Regions from separate parts of the Macaca mulatta genome. Here all the other regions are linked to region 1. Evidence: chromatin contacts called from public Hi-C data. All regions are on one chromosome and are shown on one strand. Each heading gives the region's core, a stretch centred on a gene start, on an enhancer-like site or on the middle of the called end of the contact. The rest is flanking DNA. Distances are from core to core; before and after follow the strand shown. Region 1 holds the start of BOD1 (biorientation of chromosomes in cell division 1). Region 2 has its middle 26 kb from the start of C6H5orf47. Region 3 holds the start of CPEB4 (cytoplasmic polyadenylation element binding protein 4). Region 4 holds the start of NSG2 (neuronal vesicle trafficking associated 2).

Region 1 (5,301 bases), core at 1,830-4,329:
GAGCCTGATGTCCCGGGTCCTGTTCTTGTTGCTAGGGATGCAATGATGGTTGAAACAGACAATCCCTGCCTTTGTGGAATTTAGAGGCTAAGAGGAGAAATAGAAGTTAAATAACCTCCTGACCCAAATGTAAATTCATGATGATGATATGCTATTAAACATTTGCTAAAGACCAAGAATTGTGCTAAAATGGATTGCCAAAATGGCACTTAAGCCTCTCCGCTGTCCTGGGGAAACTAAGGTTCAGAGAGGTGATTCAGCTTTGCCAGCTGGGATTCCAATCCAGTGTCACCTGATGCAAAAAGTCCACACATTTGACTACTTTCTTATCTCTCCCTTGGCAAACGATAGATCTGATTTCTTTCCAGTTTCTGTGAGGTCTAGATTTGGGCTTGTGGAAGTTCTACTTTTTCACGTAGCCTTCGACAAAAAATATTTCAGCACCTAAAATGTGTAAATCTTTGGAGTTGGGCAACTTAATACAGACAAGTTTTAACGCTGAGAAGCAACAAGAATTTGCTACGTGAAGGATACCTGAAAACCAGATTACTACCTACACCAAAGTTAAAACCGTATTCTGCACAGACATTTCCGAATGTTTTGGATTATTAATACAGCAATGGCGCTCTCTGATGACTGCTGGTGTGTATTACATGTCTCTTGACTGGGGAAGAATACATTTTGGATGTCATGGAGGCCTCCTATTCCATGGTTTGGATAAATAATAAGCCTCCCTTCGGCTTGATCATCTTCACTCCTCATCCCCTTCCCCTTTTCTCTCTCACCATTTACTTCGATTCCAGAGGGAAGGTCATGGATACAGAATGCAGCCCTCTTGTCAACATTCAGAGACCCAGCAACCAGGACACAGGTCCCCATGACAGACAGTGAAATTGTCACAGTGTGAACCATGTGCAGACAATCTCCAGGATCACTTACCCATTTAAGTCATGACAGATTCATCCATCATCTCCTGCTAGAATGCTCCTTCTTTTCTGAAGAGTATGGCTACACATAATCCTACCCACGCACTCTGTGACGCTATCCCACAGCTTTAGGAAACAGACAGGAATTTATACATTCTCTTTGAGCTAAGAACCATTGTGCTAAGAGCTGGAGACACAGTGATGAACAAGTCATGGTCCCCGTTCTAAATCTTACACTCTATCAGGGGACACAGGTGGCCAATTTGTCTGTAACTCATTCACTTCCAATTATAATAATTGCTACAAAAAATCAGGCTTTGAGTGTCTGCGCATGCAAGAAAGACCTCATTGGATCTAGGGGTCAGAAGAATTTTCCCTGAGGAAGGAGAGTAAGGTGTGGGGTGCCAAAAATGGAGAAGAGACTAGTCAGAGTGATCAGGGGCTTGTAGAAGAAAGAACCTGGAGCTGAGGCAGCCTGCACTGGGCTTCTCCAGGGGCTGAAGGTGAGTGATCAGTGTGGAGTCAACCAGTAGAAACAGACATTAGGTAATCTCAAAGATGGTGAGCTATCAAGAAAGAATGTTTGTCATTAACTGACCCATTGTGAATGAGCTGGTGTTAGAGGATGAGTATAATCCAACACCTGAATGTTTCTTTTGAGGGTTAAACTCTCTTGGCCAGGTGTGCAGTGGCTCACACCTGTAATCCCTGCACTTTGGAAGGCCGAGTCGGGTAGATCACTTGAGGTCAGGAATTCGAGACCAGCCTGGCCAACATGGGAAACCCCTACCTCTACTAAAAATACTAAAATTAGCCAGGTGTGGTGGCATGAGCCTGTAATCCCAGTTACTCGGGAGGCTGAGGCAGAAGAATCGCTTGAACCCAGGAAGCAGAGGCTGCAGTGAGCCAAGATCGCACCACTGCACTCCAGCCTGGGCAATACAGTGAGACTCCGTCTCAAAAAAAAAAAAAAAATTTAAACTGTCTTGAGTACTAAATATTGGTGTGGAGAACATCCTGGATCTTTGCCAATTCTGCATCTTCCCAGGAGCCAAGGATATTGCAGAATTTGATATTTACATCCCCTCTACTGCTTGTGTAGGATGAGGAAATAACAATAGCAGACATAATTGCTGAGGTTGGGTAGGGGGAGTTGAGCTAACAATAGGCAAAAGATGAAGGGAAGAGAGGAAAATGGTGGCAGCTATGGGATTCCAATGGTGAATTGCGGCTACTTAAAAAAACTCAGGATATAAAGCCTTACCTATTGTGGGATACCAACTAGCTCTCAGGATACCTCAGGCTAAACAAGCGAGATTTAGATCCTCAAAACCTGGGTTCAAATCCTACTCTTCTACCTCTAGGTATGTGATTAGGTTAACAAACTTTCTCTGCCTCCATTTCTACGTCTGTAAATAGCAATAATGGTAGTATGTGCCTGCTTTTTAGATTATTGTGAAGCAGTGCGTGCAAAGTGCATAGCATCACTCCTGGTACTTTTTAATTATTCAATATTGGCTTATTATTATTGACAATATTTAATATTTGGGAGGAAATCCACACACATATAAGAGAGACTTAACGAAAACTTTTATTTTCTTCTTCACACTTTTCCGTTATTTTCCAATTTTCTAAAATGAGTATGCATTGCTATTAACACCCAAAGGAGGGAAACCCACAAATTTCTGAACAATAGACGTTTGACTGTTTCAACTTTTCCGGAATTTCCCGGAACACGTTGTTCAAGGAGGACATGGGGGTGCATGCTAAAAGCACGGATTGCTAGGTCTCGATCCGTAAATACTAGGTCAAAATCTTTAAGAAATAATTCTGGTAATCTATACTTTTAACCAGCTCCACAGATGACTGTTACAATCAGGCACTCCTGGGACGTGTTGATTGAATGGGAAGTCAGCAGAGAGTGGGCGGGGAAGGCCAGGCGGGTTGCAGCGATCACGAGGAGTGCGCCTACAATTCCCATATTGCCCCGCGAAATAGCGACGAGCAAGCCAGAGCCCTGCCGGGAGTTGTAGTTTCCCTTGCTAGGCCGCTGCCTATAAAGAACGCCGGAGATGGCTACAGAAAACTTCCCGCCCCACAATGCAAAGGCCAACGGCGACGCCATCTAGGGCGCGCCTGGAATCGAGCAGGCAGTTTCTGCCGCGTCTGCCACAACCTCTGCTGTCTCAGAGCTGGCCTTCGCCGCCGCCGCCCCCACCACCGCCCCCGCCGCCATCGCCACCGCCACCGCCGCCACCACCACCGTCACCTCCGCCGTTGCCGCCTTGGGGCCCTCCTCCTTCACCGCCCCCTTCGCCACCTCTACACGTTCAAGGCCTTCTGTCTTGGAGAAGAAGCTATTATCGGTCTCCCTTGTGGGCCCGGGGCACAGCCATGGCGGACGGCGGCGGCGGCGGGGGAACGGGCGCGGTGGGCGGTGGCGGAGCGGGCCAGGCCTCTGCCGGGGCAGCGACTGGCGCTACTGGGGCCAGCGGGGGCGGTGGCCCCATCAACCCGGCCTCGCTGCCACCCGGCGACCCGCAGCTCATCGCTCTCATCGTGGAGCAGCTCAAGAGCCGGGGCCTTTTTGACAGCTTCCGCCGGGACTGCCTGGCCGACGTGGACACCAAGGTAGCTGCGGCCGCCTGGGCATAGGGGAGCGGGGCTGCACGTGAGGCCGCTGGGTTGCAGCTTTGATTTTCGAAAGCCGAGAGCGAAACAAAAGATAGCTTAAAAATCTCAGCAGTGAGGTCTTACACCGCTTGGGGCAGTACGGAGAGCTTTCTGAGCGATGCACACGTGGGTTCCCGCCTGGTCATTTACTAGCTGTGATTTTACCCAGTCGCTTCTCCGAACTTGGGGTTTCGATGTGGATTTTAGAGCCTAGACCCTGTCATTCCCAAGATGGAACTCCTCTAAGGCCCTTAGTAACAAACTTCGAAACCAAGTAGTTAAGCAAGCGTGCTTTAGAATTTCCACCTGTTCCGTACTCACCACTGAGAAGCTGGCATTAAACAATGATTTGAACACACAGTCTTCACCATTTTATAACTGTTTATACCTTTTCTCTAGCTTAGTGTTTTGCAGACTTTAGTACGGCGTTGAATTAAGATAAATTGTAGAAACAGCACCCTTATTTTGCACTTCATCATTGATTAAAGGAGATTTGGTGCCTAGTTTAGATCTTAATGCCATAGGTCAGTCCCACCGATAAAACACTATTTCACTTTACCTACTTGTCAGAGTGGTTTGGATTCAGTGAAATAATGGGTGTTAAGTATCAGACATACAGTAGTTGCTGGAATGTTCATTTTCTCCCTTTTCAAAACTTGCCTAACCACGACTATGGTTGTAGGTTAGGAGACTCTTGTCACTGGACTCCTACAGGGTAGTAATTTCTCCTACCAAAGCCTGTCATGGAAACATTTTGCTTACCTCACAGCAAGATTGTGAGCTTAGAATTAGACCTTCAGATAGGGAAAAACCCTAGTCTGTTTATTCATTGAACGTTTATTGGCCTCTAGTTGCCAAACTGTGTGATTACAGGAATAAGTCACTACCCCATCCTCAAAGCTTATAGTCTAGGATAGAAAACTGACCTGTAAACCAGGTGGTAAATACGTATGTAGAGAGAGAAAGTGGTATACACTGTTACTTCTCCAAGAAGAAAATCCCATCTAGAAGTACTGTCCTTGAAACAAAGTAATTTCATACATATACATCCCAGATATGTATTGACAGAGCTTTCACCTTTCCTAGGACAAATTCTCCATTCATATTTCTTATATTCCGTTAGGTTTTGTGTGTGATTTTAAAACAAAAACGACTACAGTAGCCCGCCCCATCCAAGGTTTTGCTTTCTGCGGTTTCATTTACCCAATTGTTGCGGTATGGAAGTACTTGTGTTCAGGTAACCCTTATTTTACTTCATAATGGCCCTCAAAGAAATTCATGCGTAGTGTATATAGGGTTCAGTACTACCTGAGGTTTCAGGCACCCACTGGGGGTCTTGGAACGGATCCCCTGAGGGGAAAGGGACTACTGTCTTGAGCGACTGTTGAGGGAGAGTGGTTGGAACCTTCCCATGTTCAGCTCCTTAGCTCTTCCTTCTATTACAGGTTGTTTTAATTCTTGAAGATAATGTTTTTTCAGGCATATGTTATCTGAGACCTTCGTTGCTTTAGCCCAATGGTTCTCAAAGTGTGGTGCTTGGATTAACACCAGCATCACCTGAGAACTTGTTAGAACTGCACATATTGGGCCCCACCCCAGACTGCTGAAGTAATTAGGGGAAATTGAACAGATGTCTGTAATTTGCAGTGCATCCAAAAACAAATAGAACTGATAAGCGAACAGGTGGAGTGGTTGGTAGTAC
Region 2 (4,679 bases), core at 749-3,248, 350 kb before region 1:
TACTAGAGAAAAGGGCCCTCCTTTTTCTTTGTTTCCTACCCCAAACTGATGCGTCTCTCTTGGTGGTTGGATCAAAGAGAAAGAATATGTACTAAGAAGCCTGTACTGTACTTCGTCAAAGTGAATAGAAATGTCATTTCAACTACCTTGTCCCTACTCCTAAAATGTCATACCCAGTTCTGGCCTCTGAGCCATACTCATGGGCTTAATGGAGGCCAGTAAGGCAGACAAGAACTGCAGAGGTAGGCCTGCCTGAGCCATCTGAGCTTGACAGAGCTCAAGGGCTTCCCTCTGGCCTCCTTATCCGCCTTCCTACTAACTAATTACACGACCTAGAGCAACTCTCTTAGCTGAGAGGAAATGGCCACATTTTAGGACTCCCAATCAAAACTCACATTTGTTCATATAAAGTTTTTTATTTTTTAAATTAGAGACAGGGTCTTGCCATGCTGCCCAAACTCGTCTAGAACTCCTAGCCTCAAGGGATCCTCCCAGCTTCCAAAGTTCTGGGATTACAGGCATGAGTCATTGTTCTCAGCCATTGTACAACTTTTGAGGTTTCTTTTTTTTTTTTTTTTGAGACGGAGTCTCGCTCTGTCACCCAGGCTGGAGTGCAGTGGCCAGATCTCAGCTCACTGCAAGCTCCGCCTCCCGGGTTTACGCCATTCTCCTGCCTCAGCCTCCCGAGTAGCTGAGGTTTTTTTTGGTTTTCTTTTGTGGTGTTTTTGTTTTAGTTTTATCCCCCAAGACAGGGTCTCACTCTGTTGCTCAGGCTGGAGTGCCATGGTACCATTGTAGCTCACTGCAGCCTCAACCTGCAGCCTCAAGCGATCCTCCAGCAGCTGGAACTACAGGCACACACCACCATGCCGAGCTACGTTTTTTGTTTGTTCGTTTGTTTTTTTGTAGAGACGTGGTTTTGCCATGTTGCCCAGGTTGGTCTTGAACTCCTGGGCTCAACTGATCCTCGCACCTAGGCCTCCTGGAGTGTTGGGATGACAGGCGTGAGCCACCGTGCCCGGCCATCTTACAACTTTTGTTTTATCATCCTATCTCTATACTTTCAAATATGACACTTACATCCAGATTAGGTTTAGGAATGAAACTTCTGTTTTAAAAACAAAACCCAACTTAGATAAAAAGCCCTGATCCTGTTCATTGCTAATCCAGCGGCAAGAAGGTTTAAAGGAGAAGATTTGAGATTAGTAGATGAGAATTGGGACCTAGGCACATCCCAGCCTTGGTCAAATCACCCACCTTCTCCATGAGACAGCTCTATGATCTGTTCAATACCTCATGGAAGTGTTATCCTTGCTAATGTATGTAAGGCCTGATATGTAACAGGTGATCGGCATTTACTAGTTTCTTCTGAACCAAATCATTCCGTCATTGTAGTCAGGAGTGCTGAGAGTCACATGATGGATGTGACTATTCCACATTCCCACCCCACCCCACCCCACCCCACCCTACCCTCACCCCACCCTACCCTCACTCCACCCCACCCCACCCCACCCCACCCCACCCTACCCTCACCCCACCCTACCCTCACTCCACCCTACCCCACCCCACCCCACCCCACCCCACCCCACCCCACCCTACCCTCACCCCACCCTACCCTCACTCCACCCTACCCTACCCTCACTCCACCCTACCCCACCCCACCCCACCCCACCCTCACCCCACCCCACGCCACCCTCACCCCACCCCACGCAGCCTGCTGTTGGAACCAAACCTTCTATCACCAAACACGCAAGGGCCCACAGCACTTTTGCCCCAAACATGAAAGGGGAATTGTGCCTTTGAAGCGGCGTCGTTGTCTGGGGGAAATACCCGAGGTTCGTCATCTCACGCCAGGGAAATCAACAACGCGGACGTACAAGAAGTGAGTTTAACAGTGGAGGTTAAAGAGAATAGCTCGCTCTCTCACAAGCGAGAAGGGCTCCCGAGTGAAATGCGTGGGTTTTATACATGAGCTTGAGGAGGCGTGTCTGATTCACGTAGGGCCAGAGAGATTGGTCGGACCAGGTGTGACACTTGCATCACGCACAAAGAAGCTGGCCATCCCACCCTAATCTTGTATTATGCAGATGGGGTCTCTGCCTGGCCAACGCCATGTTGCCTGCCTTTCTACTGCACACATAGCGACAAAGAAAAGGAAGAGGGAGCCTCCGCATTGAACATGCCTGGTCCCCAGCTAGCCTTTTCCTGCTGGCACAGCTGCCGGCATTTACCTATGCCGGCTTCCAGCTTGCTTATTTATGTCTGCAGCTCGATTTTACAGGCTGCTCTTTGTTAGAAAAGAAACGATTTTGGGGCTGCGTTTTGTTAAAAGGGAAGCCTTACTGAGGACTCTCTTACCCTCACTCACCGCCTAAATAATTTCCTTTCAGCTCCTGTATCACCTTCATTCCTCCAAATAAGGAAGCGCCAGGTCTTTCCTGGATCCTACCTAAAACATTCTTTGCAGCCTCACATATTTATTTTACCACCACCCCTCCTGGTTCTTTTCCTGGGTAACTTATTTCACGAGTTTAAAATGCTCTATTGCCTTTGGTGGGTTCTGGGGAGTCACTCCTAGGTCTCACAGGGAGGTGAGAGAAGAGTTGAAAATAATCTCTTTAAAATGGTGACATTTGCTTGATCACATTGACATTTTTATGGTATCAAAGCCGGGCTTCCTGAAATAGAACTCCGATGAAAAGGATAAAGAAAGCTCCAGCTTAGCTGCTGGCATTTGCATGCACTGATTCACCACCTCCAGCCCAGCTACCCACAGGCAGTTTTTCCCTGACACTGAATCAAATTACACGCAATACTAAAGGCTGGAGGTTTGCTCACATTCTGATTTGGGATGCTGCTGTTCATTTTTAACTTCCCTGAGACAATGTGTACTTTTCCAACTCTGGTCACCACGCTGAATCACAATAAGACACTTTTTCCAGACAGCCAACAATGACACCCAACTTGACTAGAGAAAGATAACTCAAAATATCCGGAGAAGACTCAAGGCACGGCAAAATAAAATGAGAACGACTGAATTGGTATTGCTAGATAAGAGTTCCGAGTGAGGCGCAAATGTTCATTTTCTAAATTCTTAGAATTTATTCTAAGCCAGTGGCCCCTATTCTCAAGAGAATCGGTGGGTGAGGGGTGCTGAGGGAAGTTTGCAGAAGAAAAATTTGAAGGAGGATATAGGAATAATGAGAAAGGGAGACACAGCAGATCACAGAATGGCAGATTCAAAGCACGAGCTGCTTGTCTGAAGTGGCATTTGAGGCACTCATGAGAAACAAGGGCTGGTCTGAGCCAGGGAAAAGCATAATCAAAATAGCTTTATTGTGCAAAGTAGCTTTTATTTTTCTTTCTTCTGGGATGGGAGTAGAGGGAGGACAGAATTAGGAGGATGCACTGGAACTAGGACAGGGGTTAGAAGCTAGGCAAATACCTAGAACTCCGGTAAAGTATGTGTGGGCAATGAAAACAGCTCTGAATGTGGCTCGCAAGTGGCAGGGCCAAGCACCCTTCCAGAACACATGTATGGATGCCAAAAAACAAAATGGGGTTTCAAAGTTTCTTGAAACATACTAAAATGTTACAGTGGTATATCCCAAAGTATGTTCCAGGGGATCCTGTGTTACCCATAAACAGAATCTGTAGTCAGAGAAATTGGGGTAAGGGGGACACTTTCAACAAATAGGTTTCTGGTTGGGCACAGTGGCTCACGCCTGTAATCCCAACACTTTGGGAGGCCAAGGCAGGCGGATCACCTGAGGTCGGGAGTTTGAGACCCGCCTGACCAACATGGAGAAACCCCGTCTTTACTAAAAATACAATAATAATTAGCTGGGCATGGTGGTGTATGCCTGTAATTCCAGCCACTTGGGAGACTGAGGCAGGAGAATGGCTTGAACCCGGGAAGCAGAGGTTGCAGTGAGCCGAGATCGCACCATTGAACTCCAGCCTGGGCAACAAGAGCAAAGCTCCATCTCAAAAACAAAAACAAACAAACAAAAAAGGTTTCTTCATTGTAGAACTTCTCGAAGTCTTAATAAGCTAATGTACAAATGTGCATTATTTTGACTTTGCAAGATACAAGGTGACCATTTTCTAAGTGTATGTAATGGTAAAACTTCTTATTTTTTGTCTTTTTCTTGTGGCAAGGACTATCCTAGTCCTCTGAAGATCACAGTATGAAATATTAGAGTTTCATCTTGTTTATTATTTGGTTATTACACATTTCAGAAAATAATTACTCCTTAAAAATTTCTAACTCACTTCATTGACACCTTCAATATTCTTCAATTTTTAAAATCAGAGATTACTTTCCCCATGACCTTTGATCAAACTGAGTATTTCCCAAACTTAAAAAAAAAAAAAAAAAAAAAAAAAACCCTAGAAAAATTACTTTCTGACCTAGCTATGGACACAAACCCATTACCAAAAGGGGTTATGAAATAACTTGATTGTTAAGAATGTGGTAGAGAATTTCCATTGTTTATTCATCTGGTTAGATAGTAAAAACAAAAGGTAAAAATAAAAAGAATTTTTCTTGTTGGTAGGTTTAGGCAATCAGTGAATAAAGAAATATAGCCCAGGAAGCCTCTTACACCCTTTCCAGATGCACCATTCTGTGATTTAAAACACCCAACGCAATGCACCTATATAATTTCAAGATAGAG
Region 3 (4,892 bases), core at 526-3,025, 270 kb before region 1:
TTGCCATTTTCCGAAGAATTGTCCCCTTGATTTTCTTCTGATTTTGCCTTCTCGGTTTCAGGCAGTATTCCAGCTTCCTGACCTGGACTGGGGGAAAGCTGCTGCTTTTCTAAAGGGTCTTGCTGTTCCTGTTGCTGACTTTTTGCTTTTTCTGACCCCAAGATCTCATCCTGAATGTTATGGGTAGCTGGAGCAGGAAAAAGCCACGCTGACCCAGCACTGCTGCCATTGGCAGCTGTGTTATTATTTATAAAAGCAGCAGGGCTGGGGGTGGCATTTTGGTGATGGTGTGGAGGCTGCAGATGTGGATGGAATCTGACTGGAAAAGCAGATTTATTCCCAGTATTGCTTTGCACTAGCACTCCAAACCCGTAATCCCCCATTTATTATTTTTGGGAGCAGAATCTCACAATAAAAAATGACAACGTGATGCCTCACGCCTTTTTTTCCTCTACCCAAAATTTAAGTTGTTTGCTTGCCTGCTTGAAATGTCTTATTTATAGCTAGCTCAAAGATCGCAGCTTATCACCTTAAATTGTTCTGATTTGGAATTCTGGTCTCTGACAGAAAAAAACAACTCAAAAAAATCTCTTAAAACATTGACATGGATCCAATTGGGCTTATTTTTAGGAGGGAATAAAAATGAAGAGGGTAAAAATCAAGTCTTTGGTTAGTAAAATAGGCGCTTTCTTTTTCCAAAGGAAAATGTACATGAATGACAAAAACAGAGCTTCTCAAGCATCTATGGATGTAGAAGAATAAGCCTTGCGCGGAGTAAAAATATAGATATATATAATTTAACAATCACATATGGTTTTCCTCAGCAGTTTAGATTCACTCACATAAAAATTAGAATAGGGCTAAGAGGGGAATACGTTCTTTTCTTGGCAGCTTGGTTAAAAAAAAATCAGGAATAATTTAAGAACATTATATATTATATATTTATATATATAGATTATATTAGGTTATCTGGGGTGGGAAGTGAATTCCTGGTTTCGGGAGAGGAAATCAGCATTGACTAATGGAAAGATGATCGCAGGGAGGTTTCTGCTGTTCCTGGTCCTGTTTTCTGCTCTTTCGCAGGGTGCAGTTTTGGCCTCTGGGGCTGTTCCTGAGGCTCCGGGTGCAGATCTTGCTGCGGTCGCTGTTCCTGGGCTCCCCGCGGCTTCCTCTCCCCCATGAAAGGGGTTGGAAACACCCGTTTCTCCCTCTTGTGGGGGTCGCGATCAGGAGGGGTTAGCGAGACTCGACGAGGGGGAGCGGGCGGCCCGGGGGTGCGGGGACCGAGGGGGCGACCTGGAAGGTCCTGCGGTTTCTGCCTCTTCCCCTCTCTGCGGCTCCGGGGTTTTTTTCCCTCATGGGACCCAGGGGCGGTTTGTTCAGTTCCCTCAGTTCGATTCTCCGCAGAGAGGGAAAAAAGAGGAAAAAAAGGAAAAACCCACTACCGTAGTTATTTTAAAGGAGAAGGGCCTCCCCCCTCGGCTTTCTCTCTCTTTCTCCCAGAATTTTTTTTAAACTATAATTTAGAAGGCTTTTGTTTCTCCTCACGGTTGCTGGGCCGTCGCCGCCGTCGCCGCTTTACCCTGGTCCCGCAGTCCCCGCTGTCGTTGTTGAGGACTCCTCCTGGTTCTTCTTTTTCTTTCCTTCTTCCTCCTCTTCCTCCTCTGCTGTCGCCGCTGCTGCTGCTGCCGCCGCCGCCGCCACCGCCTCCCGGTGCCCGGGTCCCGCAGCCGCGGCTGAGTCCTTCTCCTCAGGACCGAGCCGAGTGAAATGACAACCAGCTGGAAAGACCCAGAGACACTTCCGGTTCGAAGAGAGAGGGGTGGGGTAGCGCGCATACCCCACCTACCTGCCGGAAGACCAATCATCTGTTAGAACTCAGACTAGACCACGCCCCCTCGCTTCAGAGCTACTCCCAGGAAGGTCGAAAAGTTACCTCCAGAGACGCCTCTTCCGTCTGCGCCTCGCCTAGTGAGGCCGGGCGCCTGGAACCCGCTCTCCCCACCCAGAGTGAGCGCAGCAGGTCGCCATCTTTTGTGTGGGCAAGGGACTTCTTTGATATTTCTCTTCCCTAACTGGGCTTTGCAGGAGGAGTAATAGGGACATGTCAAGGAGAACGGATTCCTCGCTCACGAAGGCATACGGTCAAGGTGTTGGAGATCGAAGTGGTGGCCCGTGAAACCGCGGATGAATGAGAAGAGTGCCCACAGTAAAGGTGGTGCTCCAAGCATCACGTGCTCTGGCCCGAGCTCCGCCCCAGAGGGATCTGGAAGGGGAGGCGGGTCTTCCCAGCAGCTGTGCGGTGCCTAGAACTGCGTTTGCCCTTGCCCAGAATGTAGACCTCAGGAGGGACTCTCCCTTAACCTTCCAAGCACTCGCCCGCACCTCCCACTCTCCCATTCAGCTAGGCTCGCATGTGGTGCCGTCTCCCAGGCGCAGAGATGCAGCTGAGGCGTCTGTGGCTAAGCCCCGGTATCATCTCGTTCTAGTACACCTTACACGCAATACCAAAGGGAAAATTCCAAAACTAAAATTTTATCTTGGCCCTCATATGCTCCTATTTCTTCTATGGTTGCCCATTATTTCGAAGATAAAGGCCAAACTTGTTAGTCTGGTATTCAAGTCTTTCTACCTAATGGGTAATATATCTTAGTGCCTCATCCCCCTCCAAACACACTCTCGATGCCTTTTTACATGCCTTTTCCACTCTTCTCCTTCGGTAATTTCCTATTTATTTTTAGGAATCAGTTCAAAAGCCACCAACAGTATCTTCTGAATTCTCTCTTATAAGCCTCCACGGCCCTGTTTAGGTCTCGTGCTTATTTCTCACACTACATTGTGATGGTTTATGTCTTCCAGACCTGTGCTGGACTGTGGGCTCTTTGAGGAGCAGACACTGTAGATAGGAGACATCAGTGAATGAATCCTGAAAATGTGAATGAACAAACCAGCGACAATGAAGTCTTTCCTGGTGACAGTCCCCCACCCCACCACCACGCCTTCCACCCATCACCCATCCCCCACCCCTCACCCCTGTTTCCAAGTCTGAATTAATTATTTCCTTCCTTTTGCCATTTGGTTTGGAGCTCACATATCAGACTTTTCATTATTTGTTTGCTACTCAAGGGCTTTAATGTCTTGTTTATCTTTGTACATTTCCAATGCTATGACCACCATCAGGGCTTAGGATAATACTTTGCTCTCAGCACAGCTTTAAAGATGTTAATAAGTATTTTCCTTTAGCAGGAAGGAAAATGAACAAAGAAATCAGGGTAGAGCCAGAAGTAACTGGCAAAACTAGAGGGAAAAGTAAGATACCAAGATTAATGAAGAATAGTGTGAACAAAGGTGGCTTCCATTTCATTTTCCATAGCCTTCCTCTAATGGTCTCAACTTCTGCCTCAGTCTGTCAGTCCTCCATCACTTCCATGTAGAACACCTGAGGGCCTTCAATTGGTGATTTTATTCTCTTTCATTGTGTCATGAGCATGAGTCGTGTCTCTGTAACTCTTCTATGGATTCTTTGAGCATAGAGATTGGGTCTTACCTGCTGTTTATTCCCTACAACTGGACATGCCTGGAAACTTAGCTGGTTCCGTCAGGCGTCATTTCCTCCAGAATGGTTTCCTTGACTGGCCCTCTCTCTAGTATCTTGTAGATTCCTCTCTTTTAATTACTGCTGGTTGTCAGTGGGTTAGTTTCTTAAGGGCAGAGGTTGTGTCTGATTTAGCTTTATGTCCCCAGTGGCCAGAAGAGGGTCTGGCACAGAGCAGACTCAAAATACATTTATGGAATGAACAAATGAATGTTCCATGCCCCGTAGATGGTTGAGGGTCCCTCAGAGCTACTAATTATCAGTGGCTAAAATGGCAGCCATGACTTGGAAAAAAGAGCACCTTTGGAACCAAACAGCCCTGAATTTGAATACCAGCTCTGCTGCTTCCTAGCTGTGCAGACCTGGGCATCACCTCTATAAGCCCTTGGTTCCTCCTAGATAAAATGTGAATGATATTTCCTCTCTTGCTAAGTTTGTAAATTACATGAGATACATGTGAAGTGCTAGACTCCTAAAAAGTTGTATTAGTCCATTTTCACACTGCTATAAAGAAATACTCAAGACTGGGTAATTTATAAACGAAAGAGGTTTAATTCACTCACAGTTCCACATGACTGGGGAAGCCTCAGGAAACTTACAATCATGCCGGAAGGTGAAGAGGAAGCAAGCACTTTCTTCACAAGGCGGCAGGAGAGACCAGAGTGAAAGAAGAACTGTCAAACACTTATAAAACCATCAGATCTCATAAGAACTCACTATCAAGAGAACAGCATGGGGAAACTGCCCCCTTGATCCAATCACTTCCCTCTCTCTACACGTAGGGATTACAATTTGCGATAAGATTTGGGTGGGGACACAGAGCCAAACCATATCAGAGGTGTTCAAAAATATCACTTCCTTTGTAACACATTAAATGCAGGGAATTCCTTCGCAAGTGTCTTTTGCCTAGAAGCAGCTGCCTGCACAAGGGAATCCAGGAACTTGTCTTGGTTGATAAAAGGTGGAGACACCCAGGGCCACAGTCAGGTGCTGCCAGGTCAGGCTAATCTTTTAAGGCTAAGTCAGGTGTGGGTAGTAGATTTGGGATGGTTTGGAGCTAGGATGACCACTGAGACATCAGACTTTTGCTTAGAGACTGGAAATATGGAAGAAGGAAGGGGAAACCTATTATTTTCTTTCTTTCTTTCTTTTTTTTTTTTTTTTTTTTTTGCATCAGTTGCCTACTCAGGAACCCAGGATACCCAGAGCCCAGGGCGGCGCTCCTTTTAAACATTCTGACCTCAGAAACTTCCCATGGTAACTATGACAACAATTCAGCAGCTCCATTTAGGATCTC
Region 4 (5,001 bases), core at 2,109-4,608, 430 kb before region 1:
CACCTGAAAAATGGTGACATTATACTTTATAGTTTTTTTAACCAGGCACTTTATATATGAGGCCACATCTAACTTTGTTTGGACCATTGTGAGGTAGGTGTGATCCTCCCCATATCACAAAACAGGAAACTGAGGCTGCCCTGGTGAAAGACTGTGTGGTGACAATCAGAGTGTCAAACTGGGGCCCCTGGATCTTTCAGGATAATTGACTTCCCCTTGCATGCTTGCAGGCCCACCATGAGAGACAATGCATTATCCTTCAGGTTTTGGGACAGTTTCTGGTACACCTGGACTGGATACTCAGTGGTTCTCAGACCTGCCTCCTCTCTCATTGAAAGAATAAAGCCCTGGGAGGTGGGTGGGAGCCTAAGTGTGTGGCGGGGTGGGGGGGATCAGAGACCATGATAATCTCTAGATGACCTGCAGGCATGTAGAAGGCTAGGGGAGAGATGACCTCACCACAATCCCTTTTCTTTGCACACCTCTTAGAGACATGCAGATCTGCAAGGCTATAGCTGTTGGCCTCACAAAGCCCCAAGAGAATATCCCTCCCTTCTCCTACTAACTTCTACTTATATCTGAGTTCAAACTCCAACATTTCTACTTACTCCTTCTGTGAGCTTAGATAACTCACCAAATTTTCATCTATAAATATGAATGAATAATCCCTGACTCCCAGGGTTAATGAGCATCTAAAACAATGGTCCTCAACTTTGGCTGCATGCAGGAGCCACCTGGGAGATTTCATTCATATTAATGCCCGGGTCTCACTCTCAGAGACTCTGATACAGTTGTTCTGAGGTGTGGCCTAGAAAGCAGGAGTTCCAAAATCTCCCCAAGTGATTCTAATATGCAGTTCAAAACCAAGAAGCTCTGATATACATGTAGCAGGTACTCTATTAATACTGCCCCTTCTCATCTCTTTAGTGTTAGTTACCTGTTCAGAATTTATCTATAAAGGCTTTATCAGTTCCTTAGGATGGCTCTTAAGAATTCTCTCTGTCAGCCACCCCACCCTTGCACGTTCTCCTATTGACAATCTCTGCACTTTCAAAACAAACGATTCAACCCCTGGCCAATCAGCAGCCCCTTTATCTAGCTTTGGCTTCTCTTCTATTGATTGCTTGAAGCCAATTGGTTAAGACACACAATGCCCTCCTGCAGATGCCAATGGGAAACCAAACAGATGGAATGATCCATTGTTCGCTCTTCAGTCAGGGAACTCCATCACTGGCCTCCAAGTCTCTCCCTTACCGTGTACAAAAGCTCACATAATAAAACCCCAGGTTGTCCCAGGTGGACCTTAAATGATATTGTTTCTCCCTTCTGTGTCCGTAACCCACACCCCACCTTTGTGTGAATGCCCACCTCCATTCTTCATGGACTACTCCCATGTCAGGAGATGTGCCATCAGCCAGTCACTCATTTCCAGCCACGCCTCCCCAAAAGACACTCGCCCGCAGTCATGCTGCTCCCCCAAAGCTCTCCATGCTTTGCCTTAAAATGCCTTCCTTTGCCCAATCCATGGTCTGCCAGGAAGATTTTTTACTCACCTTTACAAGCCCAATTCAAATGCTCTCCTCTGCAGTCTGCCTAACCTGTCCTCTCAGCCCCATTCCCAAACCCTCTCCACCCCAACAGAATTTAGTTGTTTCCACCTGTGCACCCTCACGATCTTTGTAATGCTCAGGTGTAACATTTACCAGGATGAAGTAGATTAAACTGTCATACTAGAAAAGGTTTTTGTAATTTTGTCTTTTTATAACTAACTTCTAGTATAGGGACAGGGTCTTAGCAGGTGCAAACTGAATGCTTGCTGGAGTGAATCCAATCCTCTGTCCTCAAATCTATACCTGTCAATTTTTGAAAGACCTTCCCAAAATAATCAAGATGAATTTTCTGTCACCATCTAGAAGCTTATTAGTATTCACCAGCTGTAAGAAAACTTTAACAAGGAAAGATCAATTTGCTTGCCCATTTATGCAGATATAAACAAAAAATGAATAAACACTTACCATAAATCTGAAATAATACAAGCGATGTCTCGGCTCTGGAGGAATAACTACATTTTACAAGAAAGGGAGCACATTTGGCAGATAAGGGGATGAAAGGGTTTGGGGGGTGGAATTTTTTGCTGCTTTATTTCCTGAGATGGGGGGAGCCTGGGGGCTAATGAGAACAAAAGCACCTGCTTTACCTTTTCTGGAGCAGGCAGCTGTAAGTGATTAACCTCCAAGGGAGTGATGAGAGGGACGGTCTGGAAGCCATCCTCAACTGAAGGCGGCTTGGTTCCCTTCTCGCTGGGGTTACTGTTCAGCTTCACCATCCTTACGCCTTTCTTCCCAGACCTAAGGCAAGCAGTGGGATTCTGGTTACAGCAGGAGGTGAGGCAGAAAGAGAGGGCTGACGACAGAGAAAACAGCACTGTCCTCAACAGCTCCACTCAAGGGGCTTTCAATCTGCGATCAGTCATTGATCTTCCACTAGATTTCCTGACATGATTCCCACTGTCCAATAAAACTTCAATCATCAAAACATGCCACCTTCCCATGGGGTTCAACAGCACTCAAATTTAAGGAATTCAAGGAAAATCCTAAACCTACACACAAAAAAATATAAATGTAAAACAAATACACTTTTAGAGCTAAAGTGTTCACACAATGCCAGTAAAAAGATTATACTTAGTGCAAAATGAAGTCCTATTATACCATCCCCCCTGCAGCATGATAAATTTCACCTCACCACTCTGGTTGCTATTCTATTATGTTGGTTTTTCTATCAGTAATACCCTAAAACACAATAAATACATTCAATGTCTCAGTGTGTACCCTGTTACATCATATGTGGATTGTACATGAGGTGCAATTTCCTAAAATAAAAGCAAAAAAAAAAAAGGCTAGCTTGAACCTGATCCTGTTATTCAGCCATGGAATGACTCCATTTCCTCAATAGCGAAGGGCCATTTTTTTTTGGTTCCACGGAAAGTTAGCAGCTCCCATATTGCAGGATTGCCAACTAAATAAACAAATCACATTTATTCATCTCCAGATCCCTTAGAAGTCTAATGGTGCTCCCCTCCCACCCCCAGAAGCTCAACACAACTGAATTTCTTCTCTCAATCCTGCTGATGGAACGTTTAGACAAAACAGGGTTGTTGTGGGGGTGAAAGGGTTTGGAAGATATTGGGGAGTGGTTATAGCAAAAACAAATGCCTACTTACTGTGCTGCACTCTTGTGGGGTCAGAGCAGATTCAAGCCAATTTGAAGAGGAGGAGGACGGCCGGGAGTCCTCCCTCCTCAGCCCGAGCTTGTGGTGCTGAAAGGATAGCGCCTCGCGTGTGTCTGGATCGGAGCTTCTGAGAGCAGGCGTGAGCGAGCGGGGAAGAGCTCCTGGCAGCTGCCTGCCTGCTTGCTCGCTCGCGCCCCCTCCTACCGGGGAACGCGCTCCCACACCATCTGTCATCTGGCACCACCTGCTGTTTCTTATGCATGACCACAACCACTGCATGGGGCAAAATGGTTTCAAGAAAGTGGGAGGGATTTTGGCCAAATCAAAAATAATAATAATAATATGCACCATATAGTAAGTAATTCTTGAACCTTTGGAAAAACTGGAAAAGCAGGCACATTCATTAGGGAAGAGATCGCCTCCTAAGACCTTCCAGAACAATATCATAAAACACAGAATGGTTCAAGACCTCTACTGTGCTCTGACCCTGTGGTCAGGACAGAAGGGAAATATATTTATTGTGTATCTTTCATGCAGTGGGCACTTTTCCAGCCTCTTTCAGACTATTTCCCTCATTTGCAACATGGGGTTTCTAATAGTACATACATGATGGGGTCAGTACAAAGCATGAAATGGGATAGCATAGGGAATGCATTTAGCACAGAGCAGCGACTATGGCAAGCACTGCATTCACATTTGCTACTACATTCAACATTGTACTCTGATCATACAGGTCAGCCAAGGTAACTAGAGCTGGAATTTGAAAGCTGATTGGTGGCCACCAAAATTTGTATCCAGCCCAGGACATTATATGGCTTCCAAGTTGGTGTCTGGAATCAGAGAGGGCCAAGTCCTAGTGTCTTCTCTACCAAATTCTGGCTGTAAGGATTTTGGACATTTTGTATTCATTCTTTAAACCTCCCTTTCCTTATCTCTGGTGTAAGAATAATAATATCTCTCTTGCAGAGTGATTGTAAATATGAGAAGAGACTGTGCTCAAAGAAACTCTTTATTACTTAGGGACAAGGTTCTGAATGGCTGAATTATTTCATCCCTGGGGATTGCGCATAGATCCTCTTCAAATCCTCTGAGGTCAAGGCTGTTGCCACTGTCTTCACTAAGCTGTGGTTCAAGCCACTGATGGTTGTTCATTCCCAGCTGCAGTGCTGTTTATGATGCACTTCATGAGGCGCAGCTGTCTTGGCATTTGTAATAGGGTCCCCTTTTGCTTTCAAAAGTATTCTAGTTTATGTGATAAATTGTTAGGTCACCCTAGTTAGTGCTCATGTGCTGAGCACACACTCTACTAGCTAAAAGGTCAGGAGAAAACTTAGGTATTATATATACTGTTCAGTAATGAAACATGTGGAGAGGGGCGTGTGTGGAGGCGGGTGAGAGAGAGAGAGATTTTCTGAGACAACAAAGGCTAGCACATCTGAGCTGCACAGGGCTATATTAGTAGAAGTATGCATATATATGGTATGGGAGTGTCCCAGTAAATGTTAGTCCTCCACTCTCTTCTTTCCGAAGACCTAGATGATTTTTCAGGTGCAATCATTGTGACAGCACAATGTGGACAACCACGTGGAGTCAATTGTGAACGCTTGTGGTTAATCCTGTTATTGCTGCCTCCAGAGGAAAAAGAAATTCCCTTTGACATGTCTTGTGATTGATTCATACGTAGAAATCACACTTTTAATAATTCCAAGCCAAGCTTCTGCACAGCAAAGGAAATAATTAACAGACTAAAGAGACAACCTATAAAATGGAAG

The links. Hi-C and Micro-C count contacts between places; a contact is called where the count stands out from the background.
Region 2: a Hi-C map of fetal cortical plate shows a contact between it and region 1, with 5 times the contacts expected there. The contact joins the enhancer-like site here to the promoter of BOD1 in region 1. A contact is called at or near these places in 7 of 14 Hi-C or Micro-C datasets (CD4 T cells, blood, cortical neurons and 4 more).
Region 3: a Hi-C map of fetal cortical plate shows a contact between it and region 1, with 4 times the contacts expected there. The contact joins the promoter of CPEB4 here to the promoter of BOD1 in region 1. A contact is called at or near these places in 5 of 14 Hi-C or Micro-C datasets (blood, cortical neurons, fetal cortex germinal zone and 2 more).
Region 4: a contact with region 1 is called in a Hi-C map of fetal cortical plate, with 4 times the contacts expected there. The contact joins the promoter of NSG2 here to the promoter of BOD1 in region 1. A contact is called at or near these places in 3 of 14 Hi-C or Micro-C datasets (fetal cortex germinal zone, fetal cortical plate and liver).

What each region holds. Positions count from the first base shown.
Region 1 is chr6:182,493,722-182,499,022 of T2T-MMU8v2.0, reverse strand. BOD1 (biorientation of chromosomes in cell division 1) reads left to right here and starts at 3,079. Exons shown (of 3, transcript XM_015141427.3): 1 at 3,079-3,557. The coding sequence starts at 3,321.
Region 2 is chr6:182,839,615-182,844,293 of T2T-MMU8v2.0, reverse strand. No RefSeq gene overlaps it. Among named protein-coding and RNA genes, the nearest start is that of C6H5orf47, 26 kb to the left of the region's middle. Within about 2 kb of position 1,998, at least 13 of the 40 cell types and tissues checked have an H3K27ac peak or open chromatin away from gene starts, as enhancers often do. A contact at or near this core is called in CD4 T cells and fetal cortical plate, where this site is marked.
Region 3 is chr6:182,763,185-182,768,076 of T2T-MMU8v2.0, reverse strand. CPEB4 (cytoplasmic polyadenylation element binding protein 4) reads right to left here and starts at 1,775. Exons shown (of 9, transcript XM_015141429.3): 1 at 1-1,775. The coding sequence starts at 383.
Region 4 is chr6:182,919,867-182,924,867 of T2T-MMU8v2.0, reverse strand. It overlaps NSG2 (neuronal vesicle trafficking associated 2), which reads right to left and starts at 3,358. Exons shown (of 5, transcript XM_015141455.3): 1 at 3,221-3,358; 2 at 2,198-2,348. The coding sequence starts at 2,326.